2 separate regions of the Zea mays genome follow, and region 1 is linked to region 2. The links are chromatin contacts, called in public Hi-C maps. All regions are on one chromosome and are shown on one strand. The core of a region is the stretch at or near the end of the contact, and the rest is flanking DNA. Distances in the headings are between cores, read along the strand shown.

Region 1 (3,952 bases), core at 655-3,154, 420 kb before region 2:
GGCACGGTTAGGCACGATTATGCATTATTAGATCCAAACACGACTAGTTAGCTGTGTGTTGTAATCTTTTTTCTTATCTAGGGTTCTCTCATAAGGGTGAGTTTTTACCTAAATAGGTTTTTAATGAGTCACCCATTGCACTAAACAGTTCAATATTAGCTATTTTAGTATGTTTTAACTGTGTTTGTGAAAATTTGACTAAAATTTTGTGGTGTAGTGCTAAACGGGCTATATGGGCTAAACGGGCCGGCACGGCACGGCTAAGCAGGCTTAGTGCCGTGCTTGGGCCTGGCCTCAGGCACTAGTGCCGTGCCGGCACGGCACGGCTATTAAACGAGCCAAACGGGCCGTGCCCTAACCGTGCCGTGCCTGGCCGTACCCGGGCCGGGCCGTGCCGTGCCGCCCATTTGGCCATCTCTACACCCAGGTCAGCCTTGTGTATTGACCACACACGTATAGGTGATTGGTTCTATGTACCGTATGGATGACCGTTTAGACCATTTACACGTCATTTAAACGCTACTCAGTAGCTAACTGTGTTGGTCGTTTATGCCGTTTAATCCGTTTAATCTCATATAATATGTTTTTTAGTCCGTTTAAACACACGTATAGTTCGATTAAACGCTAAACAGAGGATGACCGACTATTTACCGTTTAGCGTTTAGGTTAAAATTGATACTACCTCTGTCAACAACACACAAGAATAATCTAACAACCTGTATGACCGTGCAACTGACAATACATCATCCATGTGCCACAACTACATGTACCAAGTTTATGTGCATACTACAAGTCTACGAATCCAAGTTATCCGTTGTAGACTTACAGGTTATAACTAAGGACATATTTGGATTCACGATACTAAAGTTTAGCAGTATGCTTTAGTAGACTTTAGCACATGTGGATCCAAACACAAGTGCTAAAAGGTGCTAAAAGATATTAAAAGTGAAGTGCTAAAGTTTAGCACCTACTAGCAATTTAGCTATCTAAGGGGGTGTTAAAGTTTAGCACGTGAGATCCAAACATGCCTTAAATGTACCCCCTCCGTCTATATTAAAATGGCTGATGATGAATCTAGAAACATATATAAAAATATACATATTGTATTGTATGAATCCATTAATTATATAAAATGAATTTTAATTTAGGAAAGAGGGGTATATATTTCTTTAATTGATACATATGCACATGCACACCGTTTGTACTTATGAATACACAATAAAAATAGTGATAATTGATAAATTATAACTCAAATCCAAAACAATACAAATGATGAGGTTATATTATTTACTTAATGACACATTTTTTCAGTTCACCACAGGTCCACAACCATAAATTGTACTTTGCAGTTTGCACTTTTCATAGTTCATTATCATCCTTCATGTTGTTTGGGATCATTTTCTTCATCCTACAAGTTAATAATAGACATCCCAACTAAACTTTTGTCAACTACGCTAAATATTGTTCGTTGCGGCTTTAATCTAGCTGCGGCTACGTTGTCTATGTGGATTGTAGTTGCAGCAGTTCAAACAGATACAACATCTACGGTTGTAGAGCAGCCAAACAATATCAAATGGACATTGCTTTAAAGTGGGCCAGTCATGTATTTATTCAATTCATTTGTCTTGTGCCAGTCTCACTATCATTATCGAAGTTCTTAAGTTCATTTTCTTGATTTTCAACATCTTAGCTACTCTGCAGAGCACGGCTGGCATGCGGCGCGCAAATACAAGAAGAAAATAAATGAAATGATATTGTTATTAAATGAAAGATGTTCTGAGTTTTATTTTTACGAAGCAAATGATTTGAACTGTGAAACGTGTTGTTTGGAGGAATTGGGACTTTCGTTCGCGTATACTATGTGCATTCGGCATTCCCCTCTTCCCGTGGAACAACCCAGAAAGAAAACTAGCCCAGCCCATGTATATCCACCGGCACTCGGCACGAAGTCCATAGCCAGCGAAACTCCCGAAACCGTACCAACCAGACAATTCACCATGGCGGCGCCGGCGCAGGCGCAGGCGCAGGTCCTGCCTCTCCTCCGGTGGAGCCGGAGCGCCTCCTTCCTCTGCGCCTCGTCGCGCCGCCTCTTCTCCGCCCTCCAACGCCCCTCTGCCGCTGCTCGCTGCGAGGCCGGCTCCAAGGCCATGCTCAAGGGGATGGACTACTCGGAACTCGAGGTAAGGGCTTGGCTCAAGACATGTTGGGTTTTAGGTAGTTCGTTGGTTGTGTCGTACGCGCGTGTGAGATGATTTAGTGCGGGTTTCTTTCAGAATTGGGTGCAGGCGCAGGGGTTTCGGCCAGGCCAGGCCATGATGCTGTGGAAATGCCTGTACGGGAACAACGTTTGGGCTCATTGCTACGACGAGTTGGCTGGTAAATTTTCACTGTGTCAAGTAGAATCCATCTATTTAGCATTAGTATATGCTATAACTAATCCCTGTGTTTCAAATTACAGTTCAGTTTAGGGGGTGTTTGGATACCTGGACTAAAGTTTAGACCGGGTTTTGGATGCCAATTAGTAGGATCAAACATGAGCTAAGTATAAAACTAATTGCATAGCCAGTGGCTAATTCGCGAGAGAATCTGTTAAGCCTAATTAATCCATGATTAGCACATGTTTACTGTACAAAACATGGACTAATCATTGATTAATTAGGCATAATATATTTGTCTCGCGAATTAGCCATGTGTAATGCAGTTAGTTTTATAATATAATAATTAGCTTATGTTTAGTCCTTCTAATTGGCATTCAAAACCCAGACTAAACTTTAGTTCTGGGGATCCAAACACCCCCTTAGATTTGTCCTAACTCAAATGTCCCTAACTGAAAAACTATTAACGTCCACCAGTTCAAATAAATTCACTATCAAGACATATTTAATCAAAAAAATAATGAGACTAATTTCATGTTGTAGATGTTGATACATTTTTTCTCTTGTAAGAATTAGTTTTGTGGCATGTTTCTCTTACTAAGTTAACTACATTTTCTATTGTCCAATGAGTTCTATTGCTTTTCACTTTGGAGAACCTACAAATGTGCTTATGATTCTTCTCAATGTATGCCATTTGATGTGTTGCCAACATGTTAGTTAAATGGATGCCACCTATTTACCTCTAAAATCCTTCAGGTTTAAATAAGGATTTCAGGAAGATGATAACCGAGCATGCTGATCTCAAGGCATTAACTATGAAGGACATCCATATTGCATCAGATGGAACCCGTAAGGTAGTTTTCAGTGTTGCCGTTGTGTTATGAAGTGATTTACTGGATATGATTGATTTTTGAACACAGGATGTTACAGATATTGTTCTCTCTTGAAGATGGTTCAGTGATTGAAACAGTTATCATTCCTTGCGCTAGGGGCAGGACAACTATCTGTGTTTCAAGCCAAGTTGGTTGTGCCATGAACTGCCAGTTTTGTTTCACTGGAAGGTTTGTTTACTTATGTTACAAGACATTTTTCTTCTCTTGGCCATTACTGATTCATGCTTGCTTGGTTTTTTATATATAGGATGGGTTTGAGAAAACATCTCTCGACAGCTGAAATTGTCGAGCAGGCTGTGTTTGCTCGTAGGTTATTCTCAGATGAATTGGGATCAATTAACAATGTTGTATTTATGGTAAGCATTTGCTTTAAGTAACTTATGCTTTGACTGTGTACGATAGTTAACGTGGCATCTTGTTTAACTAACAGCATATGATTTGTATTCTGTTCTCATCTATGCTGTTCTTCGTAAAGTGATATCAACAAATATGTATAACTGTCTAGTGTCTACAGTCTATCTTAAAGTTCTACTTTCAAGCCAATTCATACTGCCGTGGATTCAAAGAGCACATTTTTTTAACAGTATATTGAATTTCTGATGTTTTCCTTGCACCTGCTTTGTTGCCATATTCAATTATTTGTTGCCATTTTAGAATACTGTGAGCTATATATATGGTTACATG
Region 2 (4,022 bases), core at 1,330-3,829:
TGGATCGTAATCCATTAGCACTTCTAGGTACATCTCACTTATCATCTGAAGAATTTTGGAACTGTTCAGCTGTTTAGACTGCTACAACTGCAAACTACAGAGACAAAACGTGTTGATTGATGGTAGCACTTCGGGTTCGGGAAGTCGATTCTCTCACCGGCTCACTATTTTGTCGAATGCGCAGTAGTCCACTGCAGTGTACTGCCAGCCCAAAGATCGTTGTCACATGATGTGTTACCAACACTTCAACAGTGCTTGTCAGTTATCAAGAGGCTTTTATATCCATTCAAGAGGCTCTCTGTATGGATATTTGTCAGTTATCACCAAATTTAGAAGAAGAAGAAAAAATATGAAAAAAATCAAGCTTCAATAGGTTCTCTGAACTCACTATATATCTTTTTCGCTCTCCAGAACTAACCCTTTATTGATGGAGAGGCTATAAATCACCCTCTAAATTCAATATATAGGTAGCTCTTCTAGTCTTCTGTGATTTCTTTTTGTCACACAAGCAAAATTGACGAGAAGACATTGGAGCACAGAGAACAAAACTAGGGAGTCCGTTGGAGCCTGGAGGCACGGGAGAAGTATAAATAAAATATTTATGGAAATGGCTTTACAAATAGAGGTGAAGAGATTGAAGTTTGGAAATGCTCTTGGAGTTGCTCTTAACATGCTCATATTAAATCCTGTGAGATCTTGATTAGGTGGCTAAGCCAATCTCGAGCTCATCGCTGCTGCAGTTTCAGCCTGCAAATCTATCTATTGCAACATACTGGTTTTCTTGTTTTTTAACAGTAATAATAGTGTCTCGCCTGTTACTGTTAGCAACGTATTTTTGAATAGAACTTCAGTAGACAGTTGAACAACGAAGTGGCATTCATCACCGAAAGAAATAAGCACCAAAGTGACTTTACAGGCTGAATAAACTTGTAGCTAACGCATGGCAACATCTGATTTCAACAGAAGCACATGGCAGCGTTAGAAGCCCAAGCAGCGGAGCGGGTGATTGAGGCCTGCGTCAGGACAGAGTCCGTCAGGAAATGCGTCTTCACCTCTTCCTTGCTGGCGTGCGTGTGGAGGCAGGACTACCCTCATGACCGGCGGTGCCCTACCACCATCGACGAGAGCTGCTGGAGCGACGAGAGCTTCTGCCGCGACAACAAGGTGAGTGATCGGGAGAAGACATTAGACGCATTTGTATTTCTGTTTCTCCTTTGATCACACAAACTATAGTCACTCAGGAAGAAGCCACATACTGTGATGCGTCGTTTTTCCAGCTGTGGTTCGCACTTGGCAAAACGGCGGCAGAGAAGGCTGCGTGGAGGGCGGCGCGGGGACGAGACCTGAAGCTGGTCACCATCTGCCCCGCGCTTGTCACTGGTCCGGGGTTCCGCCGCCGCAACTCCACCGCGTCCATCGCGTATCTCAAAGGTCCGTGCCGTGCCCTGCCGCCCGGATGCGTGCGTGTACATACCGTCCATGAGACGCACTAACACGCGTTGCTCATCGCTCTGAGCCTCTGACCTCCTCCTCCTCCTCCTCCTGCATATTCGGCAGCAGGGGCTCGAGCCATGCTCGCCGACGGCCTGCTCGCCACGGCAAACGTGGAGACGGTGGCCGAGGCGCACGTCCACGCGTACGAGGCGATGGGCGACAACACCGCCGGCGGCAGGTACATCTGCTACGACCACGTGGTCAAGCGGCCCGAGGAGTTCGCCGAGCTGGAGCGGCAGCTGGGGCTGCCGGGAGGGGCCGCGCCCGCGCCCGCGCACGGCTCTGACGACCGGCCGGCCAGGTTCGAGCTTTGCAAGCGGAAGCTGTCCAGGCTCATGTCCTCCAGGAGGAGGTGCGCGTACGACACCTACTACTCCGTCGCGTTTGAGGTTTGACTAGCTACTAGCTAGCTCAGGCGGCGAAGGTGCATTTGCCATGAAGGGGGGAACCGCTGGCACTGACGACGAGAAATCGGCGCAGCAAGGGTTGATCACCAGTATGCAATCTGTGGTCCATTGACAAGAGTGGACAGTGGACACCGGAAGCGAAGCGGAGCAATAGCAAAGCTCTGCTTGATGTCCTTGTGGACGGGGAAGGAGCAGGGAGAGGGAGAGCCAAGTGTTTGTGCAATTTTGTACAGAATATTCATGCAACAATAAAGGCGAGTCATCCATAGGCAGCGCGCATCACAACATCGTGTCCACCTCCACCATCGATCCACGCCACCACAAAATCCGCACACCGCTTGACGTCCAACGAAGTTTGTACACAGGCTGATGACCTTCGATAAAGAAGTATGCTTCTGCTACATGCAAGCAAGTAGATAATCGTGCTTTCGTTTCGAATATACTTGTCCAAACGAAATTCAGATGGGTCGTGTTTGTGCTGAGAAACCGGCCCGTGGTGCAGGCACGACCCAACCCGTCAGTGAACGGTGGCCCGGTTCGGCCCGGCAGTGGCCTACATGTCCAGCCACTAGCATGTCCGGATGAAAACCTTCAACGTCACTAGCGCGTCCAGCCTACATGTTCGGGCGGCCCGTGGTGCATGTTAAGTAATTTTAGGGTGATGTTATCAGCACGCTCTACCGCATAGTATCTACTCTCGTGCCTTCATTTCGGTGCAGCCTACATGTTCGGGCGGCTCAAACTTGCAGCCACGCTACCCGAGCGCCTCCTGTCCTGTCACGCGGCGTCCTCGGCTCGCCGCTCACCCCACCCTCTCCTCCGGTCCGGCCACTTCTCACCGCCTCTTGCCGGACGCCCAAAAAAATCGAAGCCGAAGGAGCCGCTCCCATGGCCGCTGCCCTCTGCCCGCGCCTGCGCGGCTTCATGGCCTCCTCTCGCCCGCTCCTGGCCTTGCGCCCCGTAGCGCTGCGCCTACCCATGCGCCGCGCCGTCCCGGCCATGCCCCTCGCCGCCCGCGCACGCCGCGGCTTAGGTTCCTCCACCGCCAACGCCCAGCTCGACGAAGACTTCGCCACGGGTTAGCCGCCGCCGCCGCCGCCTTCTCCCCCTCAGTTCAAGCCCTCCGGCTACTAGACAACTTCGCGTTCGCTCTCTCTCGGCTTATTAGTTATTACTACTTCGTTGATGTTCTGTTCACGGTGTGTAGCTTCTGACCTCCGGTTCGAATCGCCACTCGAGGTAGTCAAATACCCCGATCCCGTCCTGCGCGCGCGCAACAAACGCATCAACACGTTCGATGACAACCTCCGCGCCCTGGCCGATGAGATGTTCGACGTTATGTACAAGTGAGTGTGCGGATTCTGAACCTTGCACCACTTCTATTTTCACGCTCAAGATGTGTTCACCGATTCGATTTTCCGCTGTTTCAAAGAAATGAGCGCCTATGCTTTCATTGGATGCATGCTATAATTTACTCAGTTAGTGCTTATTTTCACTGAATTCCTATACCGCTATAGAACTTAGGGCAAGGAAATGCAAATTCGTCTGGGTAATTGCTACATTGATGAAAATTTGATTGAATGAAAAGCCGATTGCATATGATATATTTACCAATAATAGGGCTGCCCGTGGTGATTTCAGATATAACTATGCCAGATTTATTAGAAGCTGTACTGCTTAAGTTAAAAAGAGGTTTTTGTACAGGACCGATGGCATTGGTCTCTCAGCACCACAAGTTGGAGTCAATGTGCAGCTTATGGTATTCAATCCTGCTGGGGTGAAGGGGGAAGGAGAGGAGATTGTTCTTGTCAACCCAGTGATATACAAGTCCGCCAAACGATTGCTTGTGTTTGAAGAAGGGTGCTTATCGTTTCCTGGAATATATGGCAATGTGGTGGTAAGAATAGTTTGCCATGCCAATTCTTTTATACTGTGTAGAAGACTTTAGCTGTCCTTTATCTGACTTTAGTGTGATGCTTAGCATAATGATATTTTGCATAATTTGTGTCACATTTATGATTTTTTTTGCCACATGTCACATGGTTTTGACATGCTAACTTAATATATGATTTTGCAAATTTATATTCCAATTGTCAGCCTCTGTATACGAAAGATGCACAA

What was found. A called contact is a pair of places that touch in the nucleus more often than the background predicts.
Region 1: a Hi-C map of tassel shows a contact between it and region 2, with 1.7 times the contacts expected there. The contact joins the promoter of LOC100273119 here to the promoter of LOC103636114 in region 2. A contact is called at or near these places in 2 of 25 Hi-C or Micro-C datasets (endosperm and tassel).

What each region holds. Positions count from the first base shown.
Region 1 is chr8:150,432,600-150,436,551 of Zm-B73-REFERENCE-NAM-5.0, reverse strand. It overlaps LOC100273119, which reads left to right and starts at 1,904. Exons shown (of 8, transcript NM_001365731.1): 1 at 1,904-2,180; 2 at 2,274-2,376; 3 at 3,132-3,229; 4 at 3,306-3,436; 5 at 3,516-3,624. The coding sequence starts at 1,998.
Region 2 is chr8:150,012,184-150,016,205 of Zm-B73-REFERENCE-NAM-5.0, reverse strand. LOC103636114 (peptide deformylase 1B, chloroplastic) reads left to right here and starts at 2,579. Exons shown (of 9, transcript XM_035961848.1): 1 at 2,579-2,979; 2 at 3,109-3,247; 3 at 3,606-3,798. The coding sequence starts at 2,790. LOC103636116 (cinnamoyl-CoA reductase 1) reads left to right here. Exons shown (of 5, transcript NM_001301557.1): 3 at 964-1,164; 4 at 1,278-1,431; 5 at 1,558-2,172. The coding sequence ends at 1,889.